Linked DNA regions of Arachis hypogaea: region 1 is linked to region 2. Evidence: chromatin contacts called from public Hi-C data. All regions are on one chromosome and are shown on one strand. The core of a region is the stretch at or near the end of the contact, and the rest is flanking DNA. Distances in the headings are between cores, read along the strand shown.

Evidence for each region. Hi-C and Micro-C count contacts between places; a contact is called where the count stands out from the background.
Region 1: a Hi-C map of leaf shows a contact between it and region 2, with 2.2 times the contacts expected there. The contact joins the promoter of LOC140180671 here to the promoter of LOC112763855 in region 2. A contact is called at or near these places in 2 of 8 Hi-C or Micro-C datasets (both in leaf).

Annotation. Positions count from the first base shown.
Region 1 is chr17:106,620,113-106,626,383 of arahy.Tifrunner.gnm2.J5K5, reverse strand. LOC140180671 reads right to left here and starts at 1,788. Exons shown (of 2, transcript XM_072221940.1): 1 at 1,233-1,788; 2 at 1,025-1,119. The coding sequence starts at 1,788. The coding sequence ends at 1,025.
Region 2 is chr17:106,356,870-106,363,577 of arahy.Tifrunner.gnm2.J5K5, reverse strand. It overlaps LOC112763855 (24-methylenesterol C-methyltransferase 2), which reads left to right and starts at 1,962. Exons shown (of 3, transcript XM_025809411.3): 1 at 1,962-2,101; 2 at 2,397-4,200; 3 at 4,963-5,371. The coding sequence starts at 3,090. The coding sequence ends at 4,184.

The DNA of each region.
Region 1 (6,271 bases), core at 539-3,038, 260 kb before region 2:
AAATTGTCTCTAAGTTGCCTATATACATAAATAAAGCATTTAAATTATTTATTTAAAAAAAATTTACTTGAGATATCCAGTTCAATAATATAGGCCTTCACCAACCGCGCTGTAATACTTGTTATAAAACTCAAACTGCATATACTCATCTAAAAATTTAATTCGCATAAAATGTACTTTTAACATGTTCTAAAATGGGAAAGATATGACATAATGACTTAGAAAAAAAAAAGGCAACTACAAAGTGAAGGTATGCAAAAATAATATTCATAGGAAAAAAAATTCAAAGCCCACCTAAGTTCTGAAAAATCTCTTTGTACACAACATTCATTGTTGATGATTTCTCAGTTTTCTGATGTTCTCTATCAAGACTCTCAACCCTTTTTTGAACTTCACCCTTGAAAGAGCCATGCACAATTGATCATGCGTGAATACTGGTTTACGTAAGTACAGACTACGATGCTGAGTGTTTGACCTTGTGACTTATTTATTTTCATAGCAAATGAAACAACTATAGGAACTGCATGCATTGAAATATAAATGGAAGAGTTTGGTTGTTTAGGATCATGTCCATATATGGAATAAGAACTATGTCCTCGGTTTTTTCTTTAGTCAAAATCATGCATTTGGCTACATAATTTTCCAGTCTTCTTACCTATAATCATGCATTTGGCTCAATAACATCACAAGTACACCTTGTTTTAGTGTTAACTTATAAGGATGTAATCTTGAACAATTTATACAATTAAGAACATCAGGTGTGAAAGTATCTAATTCATATTCCATATTACCATCCTCAATGCACAACGAATCAGAACTAAAATAGATTTTTTTGTCACCAATTAGAAAATCCATAGTGTGGTTATTAACATTGTTGACCACTTTCAATGTTGGTGCAAGGATTGTACACTCTTTGATGTATGTTGAATTGGTTAGGTTTGCCATCAAGTCCGGATAAACAAAGTTTACCAACATACCAAACAATCATTTGTATCATCAATAACAATTTCTTCAGGGATATTCACTATAGATCACCTTCAGTGGAATCCTTAGTAAGCCAATCTCCAATTTTCCTATTTAGCAAATTTAGCTGTTTTGATATCTCCATAATTGCCACCTCTATTTGTAAGTCTCATGTTTTTAGTCAACCTCAGGATGTTGCAACAGTGCCATAGAGATGATGAATTTATTGATACATAAACAATGTCTTAACGTGATCCTATTGGTATTACCAGCGAAGTCACCACCTAAAACAACCATCTTTTTGCCAAATGGTAGATAGGCATTGTAGTTTGGTTCAAAACAGAAAATATCTCTCAAAGACTTGTCTAGAGCTTCGTAGCATAACTTATTCAACGTGGAAATCTCATCCCATATAATAAATTTAGCTCTACAGACCAACTTAGCAAGCGATGTCCCCTGTTTACAACACACTGAGTCCTCATTTAACTCAAGCAGTATCTTGAATCTAGAATAAGTTGTACGTCCATTTGGAAGTAAGAGAGATGCAATTCCACTGGAGGTTGTATTTAGAAAAATTTTATTTTTACTACGTATAACAATAGACATAATCTTGTGAAAGTACATTTTGGCAGTTTCACCATACTTGAACACAAAAAATAACCCACCCGCATCTTGATCTACAACTGTAATAACTTTATTAAATGTGCCCTTTTGTTTCATGTTCATGCAGGCAAGGTTGATCTCTAACTCATGTTTGAGCACTAACTTGTCAAAATTTAATTCATCTATGATAATATGATCATCTAACCCATTAATTGCATCCATACATGGCAACAACATGTTTTCGAACTCCCTAAGATTCTCGCATTTGATTACAATCTTTCCTCAATCTTTGACAGAATTATGTTCATTATCTATTCCTTAAACAATTGCAAATCTGCATATATAAAAGGGCAAAATCTTAAATAATTTGTCATATGAAAATATTCATCACGTGCATAATTGAATAAAAAATTGTAACTAGCATTCTACATTTTGAATATAAGATGTCTTCAGAAAGTTGATGGTAACATTGCTGCCATACAACATCTGGCCTGTTAATGTTTTTAGACAACAATAAAAACAGAAACAAATTTTGTGAGCTTTTCTCTAATATAGCATCAATAAGTTCCTTGTCATCTTGTAACAAACCCAAAGCGTAGCAAGCTTCCTTAAATGTGGCATAAACAACACCATCAACTGTATAAAGGTCAAAAAAACTCATGCAACCTTTTTGTATGTTTGAAAAAAGTCTCATATAGTAGTCTTTACCTTTTCACGTGGTACATGTGTCAATCGACTGATTTAAAAACCTTATTTCCTAGGCATCCATATACCCACGTACCCAGAGCAGGGAACAACTTCACCCTGCCTCTTATCCAAGCAGTGTTACATTCTCGTCCCGAAGCAAGCGGCAACAGAACACAGCCCTTGCGTCTTACCCGAAGCCTTGGACTTTCTTGGAGCAAGTGGATAATACCATTGCATCTTACCCGACTTATTGGCTTTTACACGGAGCAAGTGGATAACACCACTACATCTTATCCAAAGTCACATACAGAAACACACTTTCATTATCATTACCATTCATTCTCATTTCATACCCGGAGTAAGTGGATAATACCACTACATCTTACCCGGCGTTCTCACCTCTTACCCGGAGGCACATCGTAATCAATTCCGATTTCATCATCTTTATTATTCATTCACAATCAGTCACAAACCATCATCTCACATACAGCCATTCGCCTCATCTCATACGCAGCCATTCGGCTCATATCATACACATCACTCCACCATTCTCCTTAACAACTCATAACATCATCATTAATCATAACTCCTCATTATATCCCCTTTCCTAGCTTCCTCTTAATCACTAGGCATTCTACATTAATTTAAGATTTAAAAGATGAAAATGGGAGTTTATAAGCCTGAAACAGCATCTCGGAAGGTCGCAAGATTGTTAGGAAGGCGAAAGACTTGAAAATGAGGGTTTTATAAGAAAACAGGGTCGCGTGCGTACGCACATTTATGTGCGCATGCACAGAAAGAAATTTTTCCATTGTTGAGTGCGCGCACAAGGTGTGCCAGTGCCATCAATAGAACGTCCTTCCCAACGTGTGTGTACGCACAGAGCTGTGCGCACGCACATCTTGCAAAAATCTTATTGTTTGTGTGCGCGCATAGGGCGTGCTACCGCTCCCAGCCACAACCACTTCCCTGTGTGTGCGTACACACAAGTGTGTGCGTGCGTATAGGTCCAGAAATCCACAGGGTGTGCATGCGCACAAGCCTGTGCGTGCGCACACAAACTAGAAATCACAAATTCTGCAGAACTTGCAGAATTCAGATTTCAGGCCCAAACTTTCAACGATCATATCTCCTTCCATAAAATTCAGATTTCAACCAAATTTAAACAATTTTAAAGCTTATGAAATCATCTTTCATTTGATATAAAAATCATCAAATTCCAAAAACAATAGCTCAAAATATGATCCGTTGAAGTTCATCGAATTTGCATTTTTGCCAAAACTCATAAACTTCCAATTTCTAAAAACATGCACTTCCAATTTCATCCAAAACCAACTAAAACCCACATTTCCAATAGTAATTATTTCCAAACCTCATTCAATCATCAACTCACCAATTCTTCCACATTTAACCAAATCTCAATTCAAGAATTCAATTCATAATCTACATTCCATATCTCAATTTCCCAAACAAATATTCAAGTTCAACAATCACCACATGTACACACATATCAATTTCACACACCCAAGCATGCTTACGAACAAGAGCACCAATCTCACCAACATTTAAGCATACCAATCCATATCACATACAACTTCACATGTCTTACCAATAATTATCACCATTCACAATCATTCTATCATTATCCACATATTTTCAACATAATCCACTTCATCCAACAACCATATCAACATTTTAAACTCCACTAATCACATATACTACAACACAATTTATTTCAACCAATCAAGAACATCAATAATTCATCTCATATCTTAGGGTCTCTAGCCTAAGTTTTCACACCATATTACATTTTAGATACAGAAAACCAAAATCATACCTTGGCCGATTCCTGTCTAACTCGGAACAATTGCAATTTTCACTTTTTTCCTCAAGCTTTTGGGACTCAACACTTTACCAATAGAATTTCCAGCTTGAAATCCAATTCCAAGCTTCCAAAATCACCAACAAGCTTCAACAAGCATCAACAACCAATTTTTCCCAAGCTATACACATTAATTACCACAAATAAATACCTAGGGTTCATGAAAATCACAATTTCACAAGGTAAAGAGTTTCCTTACCTTTTCCGATGGTGTTTGGGGTACAAACCACCAATTGTCCAACCTTAAGTACCACCTAAACAATCAAAACACAACAATTCCTTCAAAATTATCACCCATATTTTCTGAATTTTAGGGCAGAGAAAAGGAGATAAAAATTCAAAATCTTACCAACAAAGGTTAGATAGAACTGTCGGGCTCGGTAAGAGCTTCGCGTAGCCGCTGACGACACTCAAATCGGAGCACCGTAGCTCGAGTTATGTCCCCCGGAAGTGGTGGATGAATAGTAACACTTCTCCTCTCTTTACATATGCAGCTGGTGTGTTGTATTTTGGTGGACTGTATGAGCTGAAAAGCTCATTTATTGAACTTATATATGTTGTTTTGGGCCCGATCTAACCCGTTAGCATTTTTGGCCCGTTTGACTCTAAATTGGGCTAAACTTTTAAAATTAGTGTCCTATTTTCAACTTTAATTATTCTCCTAACTTTTTATACAGTTTTTAATTATTCTCGCATAGTACCAAACGGATCTAAGCCAGTTAATTTACCGATATGTGTTTTTACGCAATTTTCCCAAAAAAATTACATTTTCCAACTCAGAAAAATCTACTGAGTCCAAATATCATATTTATATTTTCTAATTAATATTCTAAACTTTTGAACCTAATTTGGGCAATTAAATTATCTAAAGTTACTAAATCGTTTAATTAATTCGCGGTTCTTATATTCTTCCCACCTCAATAGGAAATTTGCCCTCAAAATTCGAATTCAGCTACCTGAAAACAGGTAAGGGTAGTCTGTCCCCATTTCTAATTCAAGTTTCGGTGTGCTTCCCCATTCTGACTTGATTTCCAAGTCACCTTCTTTAACGAGATTTTTTTCCTCAGAGTTTCTTAATGTTTACGTCATCAATCCTGATTGGGGTCACTCGAAACTTCATATCCTTTTTTAATTGAACTAGTTCAAATTGTTCTAGAACCTCAAACGGCCCATCGTCCTCCAAATAAACTCCTTTAGGTCGATCACTCTCCTCTTACCGGTCGCCGAAGTAGTTTCCGAGATTACACAGCTTTCTCTCTTAAACTCTCTAGGCTCACTCCGTTAGTCTACATAACTTTTATGTCGGCTTTTCGTAGTGAGAATCTTGAATCGCCTTTTTCATTATCTCGATTATCAAACTCAAGGACTACGATGCTTGATACTTCCAGTTTCAGATCAATACAAAGGCGTCTAGCACACTGTGAAATCCCACCTTCTCCTTGGTGTATAGTCTCGTTAATATCTCCGATAATTAGTTTGTTCTGACAGACGGAATGGACTTGGTCACTTGTCTCACGATTATCTAACAGCATCACCTTCTGTCCTAGACCTCGGCAATCTATTTCGAAATCAATGGCTATCCTTTCTCACCTTAAGTGTAGGACCTTCAATGGTTGTAGCATTTCGAATAGTTTCTGTTGGTTACTTTCTATTTCCTAACATGTCAACTACATAATCACACGTGCCGCCACTTCATTTCATCAAGCCACCTAAAATGTCTTCTTTGAATTCATGACACGTTTCAGTAATTACAGTGTGAATAAAAAATTCGCTCTCGTAAGCTTCAGACAACAGTTCATATGTCGACTTTTGACGTTAGGCACACTAACCTCTTCCTATACCTTCAATTTCGTCCCTTCATTCCTCCAAATTTCTTTCTTGTCTTCCTCTATCTCTCCTTGATTTTCTTATTTAATAGACTTCAATATCCTTGATAGTTCCTTATCCTCCTTGGTCATACAAGCAATACGCAGAGGTTTTCTGCTCAGGCGTCCATCACCGCTTCCCGAAGTTATGTTCGTACGCATCCTGAACCCCCTTTTTACAATGCATCACAATCATTTCACGTAGTTTACTTAAGTTCAGGCATCATGAATACTGGCACTAATGTTAATTTTCCTTTCAAGGTCTGACAGC
Region 2 (6,708 bases), core at 713-3,212:
TTTAATATATTAATGTGTTTGATTGTAGAAACTCCACAAGCAACGATAATAATGTTTTAAATTTAGAAGAATCAAATCCTGTTAAAAGTGATAATAAAGCTAATATTAGGAGTGTTTTTGTTGAGTTTCTCAAGCACGTTCTATGTTAATACACATTGTTAATTATTTTCATAGGATACACAATATTAATTAATTTAAGGATATGTAATGAGTTGAATTATTATTCTTTACATAATCTGATTTGTTGATTTGATGTGCCAAGTACAAATTATAGGGAGAAATTCTACAAGGAGTGTCTTGAACCCTTACAAGGTGGGTTAATATTGGTTGAGAAAGATTTCAAAGCCATTGAAGAAGTATTAGAGGAAGCATTTGCCAAAGTTGACGCCAAGTTATTGAAACGGTAAAGCCAATAAACTAGTCTACAAAGTAGGGAATCCATAAAATGTGTCTAATTGAATTGGTTTCTATATTGGTATTATTCAATTGAAGGTTTAGATAATATTTCATTTTTTAAAGGCTTGAAATGAACAGAGAAGAGGATGAATCAAGCGCAACGGCAACTACAGTCTTCATGGGGACGCTACGCTGCCCGTTTTGCACATTGGCGACTCATCTCTAGTATGTATTATCAATCTTACAATAAGTTTTTGATGTAGAGTATTATGTTTTATTTTTGAAATAGAACTTCTTAATTTGGTGACAATTAATTGCTATCTTTTTTTTATTTTTAAGTTTAAATTTTGACCTTCAAACCTTTAGTGATGATGAAGATGTGAAAAGTGATCAAGAATAAAAATTGAAAATTCTCTTATATTTAATGATGCGATTTTTTTTTTATTATAGTGTGAAATTTGTAATGATCAATTATTAACTTTTTTTAATTTCAAGTTATTTGACATTATATAAATCTTATGTTTGTATTTTAATTTAAATATAAATTTTAAATTTTTATCTTAATTTATATAAGAATATATAAAAATTAAAATATTATTTATTTTTTATAAGAGCGGATAAGGGTGGGGCGAGTTAGAGTAATACTCCGGATAGGAGTGAAGCGGGTAGTATAAGAGTGCAAAGAGGACGGAACAAAGTTGGATAGGACAAATACTCGTCCGGTCGTCCCTACCCACTCCACTGACATCCCTAAGAATGGATGGATGGAGCTGTGGAATCCGGACAAGGTTAATGGACTTAGCCCATAAATAAAAAAAAAATAAAGAATAAATAAATAATAATTTAGATTCTAGAAATAATAATAATAATAATAATAATAATGATGTCAATGAATTATATCTTAAATAATATAGTCTTTCCATATTTATTTAGAGCGGGCGAGTTTGAGTCTTATTCTTAACTTTAAAAAAAAAAATAATAATAATAATAATAATAATAATAATAATAAGAAGAAGAAGAAGAAAGCCTTGTGCTGCGTTTGTTGCATTTTTTTAATTTTTAATTTTTAATTTTGTGAACTTAAATTATTAATCAATAATCAATAATGGATAAATTAAAAATAATAAAAATCAACTAATGACCAGTTTGTATGAATTTTAAATACTTGATTTTCAATTTTTTTTATTAACTGATTATAAGTTAACTTTTGTTATTCACCTATCAAATATAATTAATGTAATTAATTTGAGTTTAAATCTAATTACCTCTACATGTGGTCGAGGCGGCCATCTTAGGACTTCCAGATTCTATGTTAAAATGCTAACTTTAGTTTAATAGATTTATTTAATTTTTGAATTTTTTTGTGACAATTGAATTTTTGAATTATACATTCTTGTCTTGCCCATAATATCTTATAATTCATATATTATTAATTAAGTATTCATAGTGACACTAAGTTATTCATTTAAATAAGATAATTAACGAAAAATAGAAAATTAGTGGATGTTATAATCAAGAAAGAAAAATTGTCCTTTCTATAAGACACTATTAATCTGAAGATGTATGCCATGTGTTTATGATGAGAGAAGATCATGTCATCTTCTTTGGTCCTAATTTCCTCCTCTCTCATCACAAGAAGTCAAGAATGACTCACAAACCACCACCGTGACCCTGGCGCCATCTCGTTAATAACTCCATCGGCGCTGTAAGTTTCCCTCTTTCTTAGCCTGCACGTTTGTCGTTAGTGCTCCCAAAGTGGTACATCCTCCACTGCAAGTTCGTAAATTTAAATTCTAGTTAAGAATTTGTTGAGAGACAAATAATTACTGCTTTGAAATGGTGGAATTGGACCATCGAACATTTATTTAAACAAAAGATTGAATTAATCACTCAGCTAATTTAAATTGGTTCGAAATTGCTTGTTCCTTATTTTTTTGGCGGCTCAAAACACCCCCTTTAAGCTGCTAAACTCAAGCTCTAGTGCCGTCCAAATTATTCAGGGTCCAATGTCCGTTATGGCCGGAGGAGGCAATCTCCAACACGATAACTCGGTGATACTTCGGCGGCGACAGGTTTAACATGCGGCAGCAGGTACATTAGACAAGTTTTATGGTGTATTCGAGGGAACTTAGCTATATGTCATACCAAGCCACATGTCTATTTATTACCATTAGATTTGTCTTCTTCATGTGAAGATTTATTTCTTAGATCTTCACCATCGCCTAAACAATGGGGGGTTGGGTTGTTCATCTGATTAAACAAAACAAACCAGAATTCACGCGCCAAGCACGTGGACGGACACAAAAACAAAAGACACAGAAGATTTTTTTTCCCTTGAAATTAATAAGTAATAAATAAATATAATAAGGTCGCAGAAAATATCTGATATGCTAAAACAATTTGGTTTAATAAAAAAATTACCCATTCGAAAAATTTCTCTTCTATATATGATAACATAATTTGTCATTAGTGTTTTTTTTTCCGTGAGATTATTATTTTGAGGATGTATCTATTTGGTTGAAATGAATAATAAAATTAAAAAAAAAAATAATAATAAATATGTGGGAGAGAAAGACAAAGGGTCTCGCTTCACTTAACTAGAGAGGAGTACTAGCTAGTTAACACATCCAGCGCCTCCAAAGTAAAGTAGGCTGAGAAATTCTCTGCCCCTTTTCTTTCTCTTCCCTCTCCCAATGGATTCGCTCTCTCTCTTCTGTACCGGAGCACTTCTCGCCGGCGGCCTCTACTGGTTCGTCTGCATTTTGGGCCCCGCCGAGCAGAAGGGCAAGCGCGCCACCGATCTGTCCGGCGGCTCCATATCCGCCGAGAAAGTCCAAGACAACTACAAGCAATACTGGTCCTTCTTCCGCCGCCCAAAGGAAATCGAAACCGCCGAGAAGGTTCCAGACTTCGTCGACACATTCTACAACCTCGTAACTGACATCTACGAGTGGGGTTGGGGTCAGTCCTTCCATTTCTCCCCTTCAATACCCGGCAAGTCCCACCGTGACGCCACGCGCCTCCACGAGGAGATGGCCGTCGATCTCATCCAGGCGAAGCCTGGTCACAGAATACTGGACGTCGGGTGCGGAGTAGGTGGGCCCATGCGTGCCATCGCAGCCCACTCGAGAGCCAACGTGGTGGGCATCACCATCAACGAGTACCAGGTGAACCGGGCCAGGATCCATAACAAGAAGGCCGGGCTGGACTCTCTCTGCGAAGTTGTGTGCGGCAATTTCTTGGAGATGCCGTTCCCTGATAACAGCTTTGACGGCGCGTACTCCATAGAAGCCACTTGTCACGCACCCAAGCTCGAAGATGTGTACGCTCAAATTTTTAGGGTTTTGAAACCTGGCGCACTCTACGTTTCTTATGAGTGGGTTACGACGGACAAGTATAGAGGTGAAAACCCTGAACACGTGGAGATCATTCAGGGAATCGAGAGAGGTGACGCTTTGCCTGGGCTTAGGAGCTACGCTGATATTGCTGAGACGGCTAGGAAGGTAGGGTTTGAGGTGGTTAAGGAGCAGGATCTGGCTAAACCGCCGGCTCAGCCGTGGTGGAGCCGGCTCAAGATGGGTCGGATCGCTTACTGGAGGAACCACATTGTGGTCACTGTTCTGGCGGCGCTGGGGATTGCCCCCAAGGGTACCGTGGATGTTCACGAGATGCTATTCAAGACCGCTGACTATTTGACCAGAGGTGGTGACACTGGGATTTTCTCACCGATGCACATGGTCCTCTGCAGAAAACCAAAATCCCCTCCTACTACTACAACATCATCTTAGTCATCATCATTTTCAGGTACTCTGTTAAAGAAAAAAAAAAAAGAAAAAAAGGAAAAACCTGGTAACCTGTTTCAATGTGCCTCCGCTAGCTGCCACCACCATCCCCAAATTTATTCTTCGTTTCTTTTTTTTTTTTATAATTTTAATTTCAATTTGGATTTAGCTTATTTTTATTTATGTGAACTCGGTGTAGTTTGGTTTTTGAGATCTTTGATTTTAGCTTTTTGTTCAAGCAGTCGCCTTATAATTAATTCATGTTAATGTCTCCTTTAATTTAGTAGAATTCCTTCTGATTGTTTGGTGGTTGGTCTTTGATGGAGGTTGAGAACTGTCTGATTTAACTGGCGTATTTTAAGGGGAGAGAGGGGGGTCACTTCAATTATTCGATTGAATGATTCCGAAAACTCGCATACTTCAGAATTAGGGTGCCAGTTGTTAAAGATTTTGATTTTGATTTTGATTTTGATTAGATGGGATTATTAGATGGTTAAAAAAGTTGGGTAGATGTGTGAAAGTCTGAAAATGAAATAAGAGTTGTACCCGCACATGTTAGATGACTACACTAGCGTGCGCTTAGGTGGCAACCACTAGTGATAACTTTAGACTCGTAGTATAGTACCCGTAACGTGGTCTTGCTTGTGCTTTTCTGAGGTCTGAATCTGAATCTGGCCCTGCTTTGTTGTGTTTTTTTTTTTTTTTTTTTGTGTGTGCCTTTACTCTTGTCACGTTGTGCGTCGATTTTTATGTTGTTTTTTTTTTCTTTCTTCCTTGTTGAAAGCTGACGTGCCACACATGTAACGACATCTGGCCAGCACTTGCTTTGGATCTGCCAATCCTTGCTCTCATCGTGTTCCCGTGACGACGCCACCTAGGCGTGTGTTAAGTAAAAGCGTATCACATTTAACACCCTTTCTTCTTTGGTTCTTTTCCGAGTAAATACCAATTCGGTCCCTGTCAATTTCTCAAAATGACAAGACGATTCTTAACAAAAAATATGTTCTATTACGGTCCCTAACTCTGTATCCGGTCCTTTTGTCAGTTTTTCGGCGAAAACTCGACGGAAATTACTGACGTATAAGGTTAAAAAATGGACAGAGACGTAGTTGTCTCTAAATTTAAATTGGTTAGAGGTTTATTTGTCTTTATTATTCTTTAAACAATATTTTTAATTATATTTTTATTCATTATATTAATATTTTTTTAAATAAAAAAGTACAAACTAATTAATAAATTATTCAAATTTAAAAATATCATTTATTATGAAACCAATAAATAATTTTTAAATATAATTTTTAAATATATAAATAATAAACATTAAAATTCAGTTAATACATTAATAATAATAACTAGTGAAAGATCCAAAAAATTTTGATAGTGGAGGCGAAATATATATAACATGATAATAATTTTTATAATAAAAATATTACGTTTACATAAAAAATTAGCTATCAAATTATCTACTATAAATTTGAGTATATATGAACTTATTTTTAATGTGTATTTTGTATTTCGAAATTTGTATTTTAAGATTTATTCTGCACAAGTGATTATTTTATATTTACATAGCATAATTGATGTTATAATTATATTTTATTATTATAAAATATGATTAGGTTTCAAGATATCTAATTACAAATTAAAATACGAAAATAGTAATTTTAAATAATAACACATAATTTAAAATTTAATTTTTTATATTTCATATTTTGAAACATTGACAATATAATTAAAATGTCCATTTTTTAGTAAAAAAATGTCTTTTTTTTTGTATATGTCGTTAAACAATGATTTAAAACTCAACTTTCATACAATTAGCTTTTGATGATATTCATAGTTGAAAAAATTCATTCAATTAGTATAGTTATTATGAAAAAAAAAACTAAAGCTAATTTCAAAAGAAGAAACACAAATAGATAGATAATATTCTTTTGAGTCGATTTCTAAAAAAGAACACCAATCTTATTTAAATTTAAAATTTGATTATTATAATGAAAATCTAATATGAAGTTCTCAAATTGATTATCAAGTGTCGAAAGTTGAATAAAAAATTATTATGGGGTCAAATTTAATAATTTAATGGAGGCAAATAAATATTATTATTATATACTACTCAATAAAATTTCAAACTGTAGTGGGGCGCTTGCCCCCACACCTATAGGAATGGATCCATTGGTGATAATAACCCTATGATATACTATTAATATTATAAATAATGAACACATTATTTGATATATAGTAAACTTTTTTTTACTAGTAACAAATTTAATTTTTTATCTCTTCACTTTATTGTAAAAATTAGCTAAATCATAATACTAATAGTATATCATAGGGTTATTATTATTAATGTATTAACTGAATTTTAATGTTTATTATTTATATATTTAAAAATTATTTATTTGGTTTTATAATAAATGATATTTTTAAATTTGAATAATTTATTAATTAGTTTATACTTATTTATTAAAAAAATAATATTAATATAATGAATAAAAAAATAATTAAAAAATATTATTTAAAGAATAAT